Regions from separate parts of the Sus scrofa genome. Here all the other regions are linked to region 1. A link is a contact called in public Hi-C data. All regions are on one chromosome and are shown on one strand. Each heading gives the region's core, a stretch centred on a gene start, on an enhancer-like site or on the middle of the called end of the contact. The rest is flanking DNA. Distances are from core to core; before and after follow the strand shown.

The links. A called contact is a pair of places that touch in the nucleus more often than the background predicts.
Region 2: a Hi-C map of skeletal muscle shows a contact between it and region 1, with 6 times the contacts expected there. The contact joins the enhancer-like site here to the promoter of KXD1 in region 1. A contact is called at or near these places in 1 of 5 promoter capture datasets (fetal liver), 13 of 47 Hi-C or Micro-C datasets (alveolar macrophages, embryonic fibroblasts, fetal skeletal muscle and 7 more) and 2 of 2 datasets of contacts at active chromatin or transcription factors (alveolar macrophages and skeletal muscle).
Region 3: a Hi-C map of liver shows a contact between it and region 1, with 3 times the contacts expected there. The contact joins the promoter of CRTC1 here to the promoter of KXD1 in region 1. A contact is called at or near these places in 2 of 47 Hi-C or Micro-C datasets (epiblast stem cells and liver).

Annotation. Positions count from the first base shown.
Region 1 is chr2:59,249,584-59,252,283 of Sscrofa11.1, forward strand. KXD1 (kxDL motif-containing protein 1) reads right to left here and starts at 1,310. Exons shown (of 5, transcript XM_013991423.2): 1 at 1,213-1,310. The coding sequence starts at 1,215.
Region 2 is chr2:59,333,852-59,336,551 of Sscrofa11.1, forward strand. It overlaps ELL (RNA polymerase II elongation factor ELL), which reads left to right. Exons shown (of 13, transcript XM_021083507.1): 4 at 2,669-2,700. Among named protein-coding and RNA genes, the nearest start is that of ISYNA1, 28 kb to the right of the region's middle. Within about 2 kb of position 1,295, at least 13 of the 83 cell types and tissues checked have an H3K27ac peak or open chromatin away from gene starts, as enhancers often do. A contact at or near this core is called in fetal liver, omental adipose tissue and skeletal muscle, where this site is marked.
Region 3 is chr2:59,155,753-59,158,452 of Sscrofa11.1, forward strand. CRTC1 (CREB-regulated transcription coactivator 1) reads right to left here and starts at 1,444. Exons shown (of 17, transcript XM_003123525.4): 1 at 1,253-1,444. The coding sequence starts at 1,378.

The sequences.
Region 1 (2,700 bases), core at 60-2,559:
TTTGTTCTGACTGTGTGCCAGGTATGGACGCTCACAGCCTCCACATTTCCAAAGATCATATATAAAGAGGATACTTGGGCTCTCAAAGGACAGAGGCATGTGGCAGGAACCCCACAACTAGGCCTGGAGGGCAAAACATTTGGACCCCGGGAAATGGTTCTGCTTCAAAGTAAGGCTCTTTCCTGTCTCTGGCTCCCAGATGTGAGGGCTGAGAGATTCAATGCATACTCCCTCACCAGCTGCTTCTCACGGGAAGCCTTCCCTGACTAAGTATCGGTCTGACCCATATACAGGGTGAAAAATGATCCAGTATAGGCACTAGTCCCAGCTCCAAATATATTTATGGGGGAAACACGCAGAGAGGGAGGCTCCGTGACCTTAGGAAAGTCACCTCACCTCCTGGGTCCTTCTCATCCAGAAGCTAGGAATAACAAAGAATCAGAATCTCACAACACTATCTTTGGGTAATGAAACCAATAGTGATGAGACAGTGGACTGGTAGCAGGCAGTTTCTCCGAGGGGAGTGTTAAGAAAACCTAGGACTGGGCCAAGAATCACTATTCTAATGAGGGTCTCCCCAGTGCTTCCAAGAATACAAACGAACACTTGTAAAACACTTCATTTAATCCCTAATCACCCCTGAGAGGCAGATAGACTGACACTATCATTTCCGAAGGCAACCAAGGCTAGAGAGGTGGGCTCAGTTGCCCAAGGTCACACACCTAGGCAGAGAGACGCCGCGACTCCACCTAGATCATTTAACAGAATTTAACTGGGCTACCCCAGCTCTGCAAAACCCCCCAGTGCGGCGGGGCTCACAAAGCCCCTCAAGCCCCGCCCCTGTGAAGCCGGGAAACTGAGGCCTAAGCAGGGAAAAGCCCGGTTCTGGGTGATATAGCACAGCTTCAACATAGACGCCCCCAACTCTGGCGCCCCGGATCCGGATCCAGCCCACGGCGCCGTCCGCGCGTCCACTGCGCAGCCGGGGAAACTGAGGCCTGTGCGCAGGGTGTCCAGATGTTGCCAGCGGCGCGCCCCACCCCGCGACAGCCCGGGGACTGCTCCCGCCCGGCCCAGCTGCCCAGAAGCCCCTGCGTCCCCAGCCCCACCCTGAACTCGGCCCCGGCGTCGGTGGCAGCAGCACCTGCACATCTGGCGGCCTTGCTCGCGCTTCCGGGATGGCGCCAGTGCCGCCTCAACGTCATCACGTACCATGAGTGCTAGCGCGCGTGTCCGCAACGTGCCCGGGGCCGACTTGCGTGCGTGGAGGCGCGGCAGGAAGAGGTGGGACTTAGACGCAGTTACTGTTTGCGGGGAGGGGGTTCATAACAAATAGCCAATCAAGCAGTCCCTCGCGCGCCTGCGTAGTTTCCAAAACCCTGCTCCTTGGCAGCCCGGAAGGGCGGGGGGAGGGGTGGAGAGAGAGGCTGAAAACACGCCCAGTTTTGTAAGTGGTAAGACAGAGATCCGAGAGTGGCGGGCATTCCCACAAGGGCATATAGTGCTCTAGTGGCCTGTGGTCGACCCAGACCCACGTGTTATGTTTTCCAGGCTGGGAATCAGACTCATTCCGCTTCAAAAATCCCTGCTCTGCTTTTGGTGACCTTTTTCTGGCCAGGCTAGGGGTCAAATCAGAGCTGCCGCTACCAGCCTATGCCACAGCCACAGCCAAGCAGGATCCGAGCCACATCTGCAACCTACACCACAGCTCATGGCTACACCGGATCCTTAACCCACTGAGCCATGCCGGGGATCAAACCTGCAACCTTGTGGTTCGTAGTCGGATTCTTTAACCACTGAGCCGCAACGGGAACTCCGGATTAATTATCCTTAGTTATTGAGGCCTTGTGATATGTGTTACATATTATATATCTTATTTTTCTGGTCCTCAGTTTAACTGTGAGTCCAGGTGAACACAGGATCTGCCTCTTAAGGTTACCAAGAGCTTGGGAGAAATACACATGCTCCTGGGCACACGGAAGTCTCTTTGAGAGCCCTGGAATTGGACATATCTGAGTTCAAATTCCAGTTCTATCAAATCCTGGTTGGGGGGGCCTGGTGCAAGTGGCTTAACTTTATGAGATCATGCAGGTAAATCTCTTGCAACAAAAGACTTGGTCCAATGCAAGCCCTCAATAAACTAGGGGTAAACTGTATTATCACTGCCATGCTCTCCTTCCTTCATTCATTGAATAGTTAATGATGACTAGGATTCTTATTTATAAGGCCAGGATTCCAGGATTTCTATATATTCTTATAGTTGAATCAATAGTTTTTGTTTTGTGGGTTTTTTTTCAGCTGCCCTGCAGCATACAGAGTTCCCAAGACAGGGATCAAATCCAATCTGCAGTTGCAACCCAAGCCATAGCTTTGGCAACACTGGATCCTTATCAAACCTGCATCCCAGAGCTCCCAAAACGCTGCTGATGCTGTGGTGCCACAGTGGGAACTTGAAACCAATAGTTTGTTTTGTTTTTTGTTTTTTTGGGTTGTTTTTTGTTTGTTTGTTTTTGCTTTTTAGGGCTGCACTTGCAGCATATGGAAGTTCCCAGGCTAGGGGTCCAATCAGAGCTACAGCTGCCAGCCTACACCACAGCCACAGCAACGTCAGATCCAAGCCGCATCTACAACTCATACCACAGCTCACGGCAATGCCGGATCCTTAACCCACTGAGCAAGGCCAGGGATCGAACCCTCAAC
Region 2 (2,700 bases), core at 45-2,544, 84 kb after region 1:
TAGCCCCTGCCCCACCCCCACTCGGGCCTGGATTTGTCTCATCTAAGCTCCCACCTGCACTGTGGACAAAAGCCCCACAGATCAGGACTGCGGGCCTGACTTGTGTCAGATTTCACAGAGGGTTGATGGAAGGGCTCTGGCAGGGACTTGACGCACCCACAGCGGAACCAACACCCTGTCTCAAGCCCCAGACCTCAGAAGCGGATGTCGGAGGCCCCTCAGGTGCCCAGGACCATCCAAGACAGGACAAGCCTGTTTGCTTGCATCTGTGCACATAGACACCCAAGTCAGTTTGTGGAAGCTCCCTCTGCCTCCTATAACCAGGAGTAGGGGCATGCGTGCTTGCATGTGTGTGTGTGTGTATACTTATATGTTTTCCTGTTGAAGGTGAGTCATAGCAGGCAGTTCAGGTTTGATTTTTTTGGGGGGGGAGGCTGTTCCCACGACATTGGGAAATTCCTGGGCCAGGAAATAAACCTATGCCACAGCATGACCCAAGCCACTGCAGTGACAACACTGAATCCTTAACATGCTGTGCTGCAAGAGAACTCCTGGGTTTGATTTTTAGACAATGTGAGCTTCTCCATCTCTCTCTCTTTTTTTTTTTTTTTTTTTTTTTTTGGTCCGTGCATCTGCGACATGCAGAAGCTCTCGGGCCTGGAATCGAACCCAAGCCACAGCTCTGACAATGCCAAATCCTTAACTGCCAGACCACCAGGGAATGCCCTTTTTTTGATCCTAATAAAGAAATGTGTTTATGTTGAGATTAGGGTCTGTGTGGCTGGCCAGGGCCCTGGCATTGCTGCTCTGTGGGTCTCCACCACAAGCTTTGGCCTTGCCTACCACTGGGTGTGTCCTGGGTGAGCCCCTCCTCCTGAAATATACCAGAGGGTCAGAGTGGGTGGGCCTGGGCCAATGGGGCAGCCTTTCATCTGGGCAGCACTCATCCTGCTTCAAGGAGGTGGGGACAGGGATGACCATCAGCCCAAAGTCATCTGCAGTCCCAGGATGGCTGGTACAGACTGTCCATCTCCCCTAAGCTGGGCTCTTTCTGCCCTGAGCCACTCTGTGCCTCCTTGGCTCTCCCTGTGAATGTTGGGGATCTCTCCTTGAAGCAGGGACTGGCTGAGCATTGAGGTGGTCACACAGCATTTTGAGCCAGCCGTGAGGGCTAGGGCGGGGGAGCTGGACCCCTCTTTGTGGCCTAAACTGCTGCATCCTTGGTCTGACAGACAAGGCTCAGACAGGCTGAGCTGCCTGCATTCACATGTGACAGTTGGGCTCAGGGCAGGGGGGATTCGGCCCTGAGCCACATTCTGTCCAGTGCTGATGGAGTTCTCATGCTTTAGTGTTCCTCACGTTACCAAAGAGATGTGCTTGGTGGGCTGAGGTAATGCAACAGCGTGGGCGCAAGGCCTGGATGAGGCCTGCATGAGACCTGCTGCCCCCTGACCTTCAGTACTGCCCCTCCTGGTTGACCACTTGTGGCTCTGCCTTTTGTGTCTATTTAGCTGTGACAAGCTCCTGTGCTCACGCCCAGGGATTACTTTATGGCACGCCCGTCACCTCTGGTGACAAGGTTCTGGATGCAGGGGCTGGCAGCTGGAATGTGAGGTTTTCCTGTCTGTGTTTTTCAGCTGCCACTGGCCTTCACCCAGTGTTGGCAGAGGGCCAGAGGGTCAGCCTGGAATAAAACAGCCTGAGTGTCCTCCCTGTGCTGATCCCTGTACCTTGGCCAGGACTAGTGCTGTCTGTCTGCAGGCCAGGCCATCTGTTCTCCCTGGGTCCTGTGGCTTTGCCTAGCTAGGCTCCAGCGGTTATATAAACCATGGCACATGCATCCCATGTCACAGTTTACTGGGGGCAAGTGCTGCCCATCTCTGAGCTCCTCAGGGCCCAATGCCTGCCTAATTCACAGACACCCAAGACACTGGCCTGCAGGAGTTGGAGAGAGTGTGGCCAAGCGGGAGTGCCAGAGCAGCTGGACCTCTCAGCATGCCCTGCCCACGATTGATGCCTACTCATCTCATCTTCACCATTGTCCTGGGCCAGATATGCTTTATTTGGTGGGGAAACTGAGTCACAGCCCAGATCGAGGTGGGGTCCCTGCCTCTGGGTATGTCCTGAGTGCTTTGTGTTCCTTAGACTGTGATGCTATTGCTGCTTAGAAACCAGACATACAGAGTTCCCTTCGTGGCTTAGTGGAAACAAATCTGACTAGTATCCATGAGGACGTAGGTTTGATCCCTGGCCTCATTCAGTGGGTTAAGGATCCGGCGTTGCTGTGAGCTGTGGTGTAGGTCGCAGATGCGGCTCGGATTTGGTTGCTGTGGCTGTGGTGTAGGCTGGCAGTAGCAGCTCTGATTCCACCCCTAGCCTGGGAACCTCTATATGCCACAGGTGTGGCCCTGAAAAGACAAAAAAAAAAAAGCTAGACACAGGCCCACCACTCCCTTCCCCCAGCCACTGCATGGGAACCCAGGACCTGTCCTGTGGTGTGAACAGGTCCCAGGTCCCAGGAAAACAGAGGTGTGTTTCAAAGGAACACACCAGCACATCATCACTGTAAGGGGCATGCTGCAAGGATGAGCAGCTGGAGTCCTGTGCTGGCCCACAGGTCCCATCTGTGCTGTGGACCTATTGGTGATGTGTCCCCCTCTCCATGCAGCACATCTCCATCCCCCAGCCTGACTGCCCCAC
Region 3 (2,700 bases), core at 194-2,693, 94 kb before region 1:
CTAGGACAGTCAGATCAGAGGCCAAATTCAAAAGCCAGTGAAGTGGGTGTTTGCAGCTCCCACTCGACCCTCCCCCAAGGCACCAGGGTGCAGCACAGGGGTCCCATCACTCTGCAGGATCAGAGACTTACTGCCACCTGTGCAAAGCATGCTCCACTCCCTGACCCATGAGGAAGGGCTTGATAGACAAACTCCACAAGAGAGGACACCAAGAGCTGAAGAGCTTGGCACCTTGAGGCGGCTGCCAGACGCTAGGGCCCACAAGAAGGCCAGGTCTCCCACCCCAGCCACAAACAAGCCCCTGCTCCAGGCCTACAGCAGCTTCCAAGGTTAGGTTAGCAGGTAACCTGGCCTGCCCCTGCACATGAAATGCGCTCAGCCATCTGAGGAAGAACTAACTCTCCACCCTGGTCCTGAAGGGCCAGGGGCCATCTGTGGCCAGCTGTCTCTTGTCCATCACCTGGCCCCCACCATACAGGTTGCATGGGGAAGGGGCTCCACTCCAATCTCCAAGACTGAGCCCAATCTGCCTTCCCAATCCCCTCAGGTTCCCACAGGGGACGGCACCAGATCTTGCCCTCAGGTTTCCAAAAGGGAGAGATACATATTCCATCTCAGGTCTGCAAGGAGGGGTTCCTGTCCTTCTCCCAAGACCCAGGGTGTGAGAGCACAGGTGACAATTATGTAGGGACACTTGTCCCTTCAGGCAGCAGTGATGTGTGGGCATCTGCCACCCCTTAGATACCAATGATATGGAAGCACCTATCTCCCCTCCCAAGGTAACAGGGATGCTTGCAAGCAGCGCCAAGTTCACACATCTCAGTATCAGCCTGTCTCCCCTAGACCATGGCATAGCTCAGGGCATCTATCCACCTCAGGTAGCATTGATGTGAGAACACCTTTCCCCCCTCAGGTAACAATGATGTAGTGGCACCTGTTCCCTCCAGGTAGTAATGATGTAGAGGTCCCTGCCCCTACAAATAACAATGATATAGTAATAACCTGGTCCCCGCTTCAAGTAACAACGTTGTAGGGCCACCTGTACCCCTTCAGGTATCGATGATGTGGGGGTACCGGTCCCGCCCACGACGCCCGGAGCGTGGGGACACCTGTCCCCTCGGGCCGTGCCAAGCCCCGCCCCCGCCGCGCGGCGCCCCGCCCCCGTCCCGCGCCCCCCTTCCCGCTGCACGCGGACACGCGCCCCTTCCCTCCCTCTCCGGCCCTGAGGGGTCGGCGCGGGCAACCCCCTTACCCGTGCGGCCCGCGTCAGGCTCAGGTCCTTCATGACCTCCTCGAAAGCCGCCGTCTCCTCCGCTTGCTTCTGGTTATGCAGCGCGATCTTCTCGCTGAATTTCCGCGGATTGTTCGAAGTCGCCATCTTCTCGCCGCCGCCGCCGCCGCCGCCGCCGCCGCCGCCGCCTCCTCCTCCTCCTCCTCCTCCTCCACCACCTCCTCGCCCCCCCAATCGCGGGTGCCACCACGCAAGCGCCAGCCGGACCCGCGGGCGGCGGGCAGTGCGCAGGCGCGTCGGCGGGCGTGAGAGCGGCGCATGCGCTCGGAAGTAGCGCGCGTTGCGGGGGCGACAGCGCATGCGCGCGTCTCGGCTTTGCACTTGTGGGGGCACAGGGGAGGTGGGAGAGGGAGGGTGGGGATTTCGGCGCAGGCGCAGTGAGCCGCCTCCTGGCCCGCTGGACAGCAGCCGCCTGGCTGTTGAGAAAGGTCCGGGGACTGGCTGGAACCCCCAGTAGAGAGATTGCTGGACTCAACACCTTCCAAGTCATAAGGATGAAGCCAGCACCCACCCCAGGCAGCACTCGAGTATGAGCCTGGGCTCGGACCAGTTCATCTCGGAGACTGGTTTAGGGCGTTGCTCATCCAGGCATGCATTTATTCATTTGAGACCCTATATGTGCCAAGTATCCTGGAGAAAAGGCATGAGCAAGGCGACTTGGTCCCTGCCCTCATGGGATGCGCAGGTCGGGGAGGGGGGAAAACAACCCACCAACAAATGAACCTTTCAGATGGCGGTCAATGTAATATGAAAAATGAAACCATGGAATTCCCGTCGTGGCGCGGTGGAAACAAATTCGACAAGGAACCATGAGGTTGCGGGTTCGATCTCTGGCCTTGCTCAGTGGGTTAAGGGTCTGGCGTTGCGGTGAGCTGTGGTGTAGATTGCAGACGCGGCTTAGATCTGGCGTTGCCGTGGCTGTGGTGTAAGCCAGCGGCTACAGCTCCGATTAGACCCCTAGCCTGGGAACCTCCATATGCCGCGGGAAGCGGCCCTAGAAAAGACAAAAAAAAAAAAAATGAAATCACTGATGGGCCAGAAGAGTGATGTTGGAAAGGGAAACGCCTATGCCACCATGGTTCAGGGGATGCGATCAGTCCCCAGTCCAAAATCCCGATGTCTTTCCCTATGCTGATACCCTATCCAGTTCCTATTCTCTGGATCCTTAAGCTCAGAGAACTGGAACTACAGAGTCAGCCTCTTCTCGATGAACTTCTCCAGCCTGATCTTGCTCAAGGAAGCCGGTCTGCCATGGCGGGCTAAAGGACGGGTCCAGAAATCCCACCCAGACCAAGCTGTGAAAGGAATAGCAGAGTCTCCCCAATGACAGGAGAGTGACCTAGGGAAACCAGAGGGGTTCTGATACCTAGTTGTCCCTCCCCAACCACCAATATCAAAAGTTTAGGAGT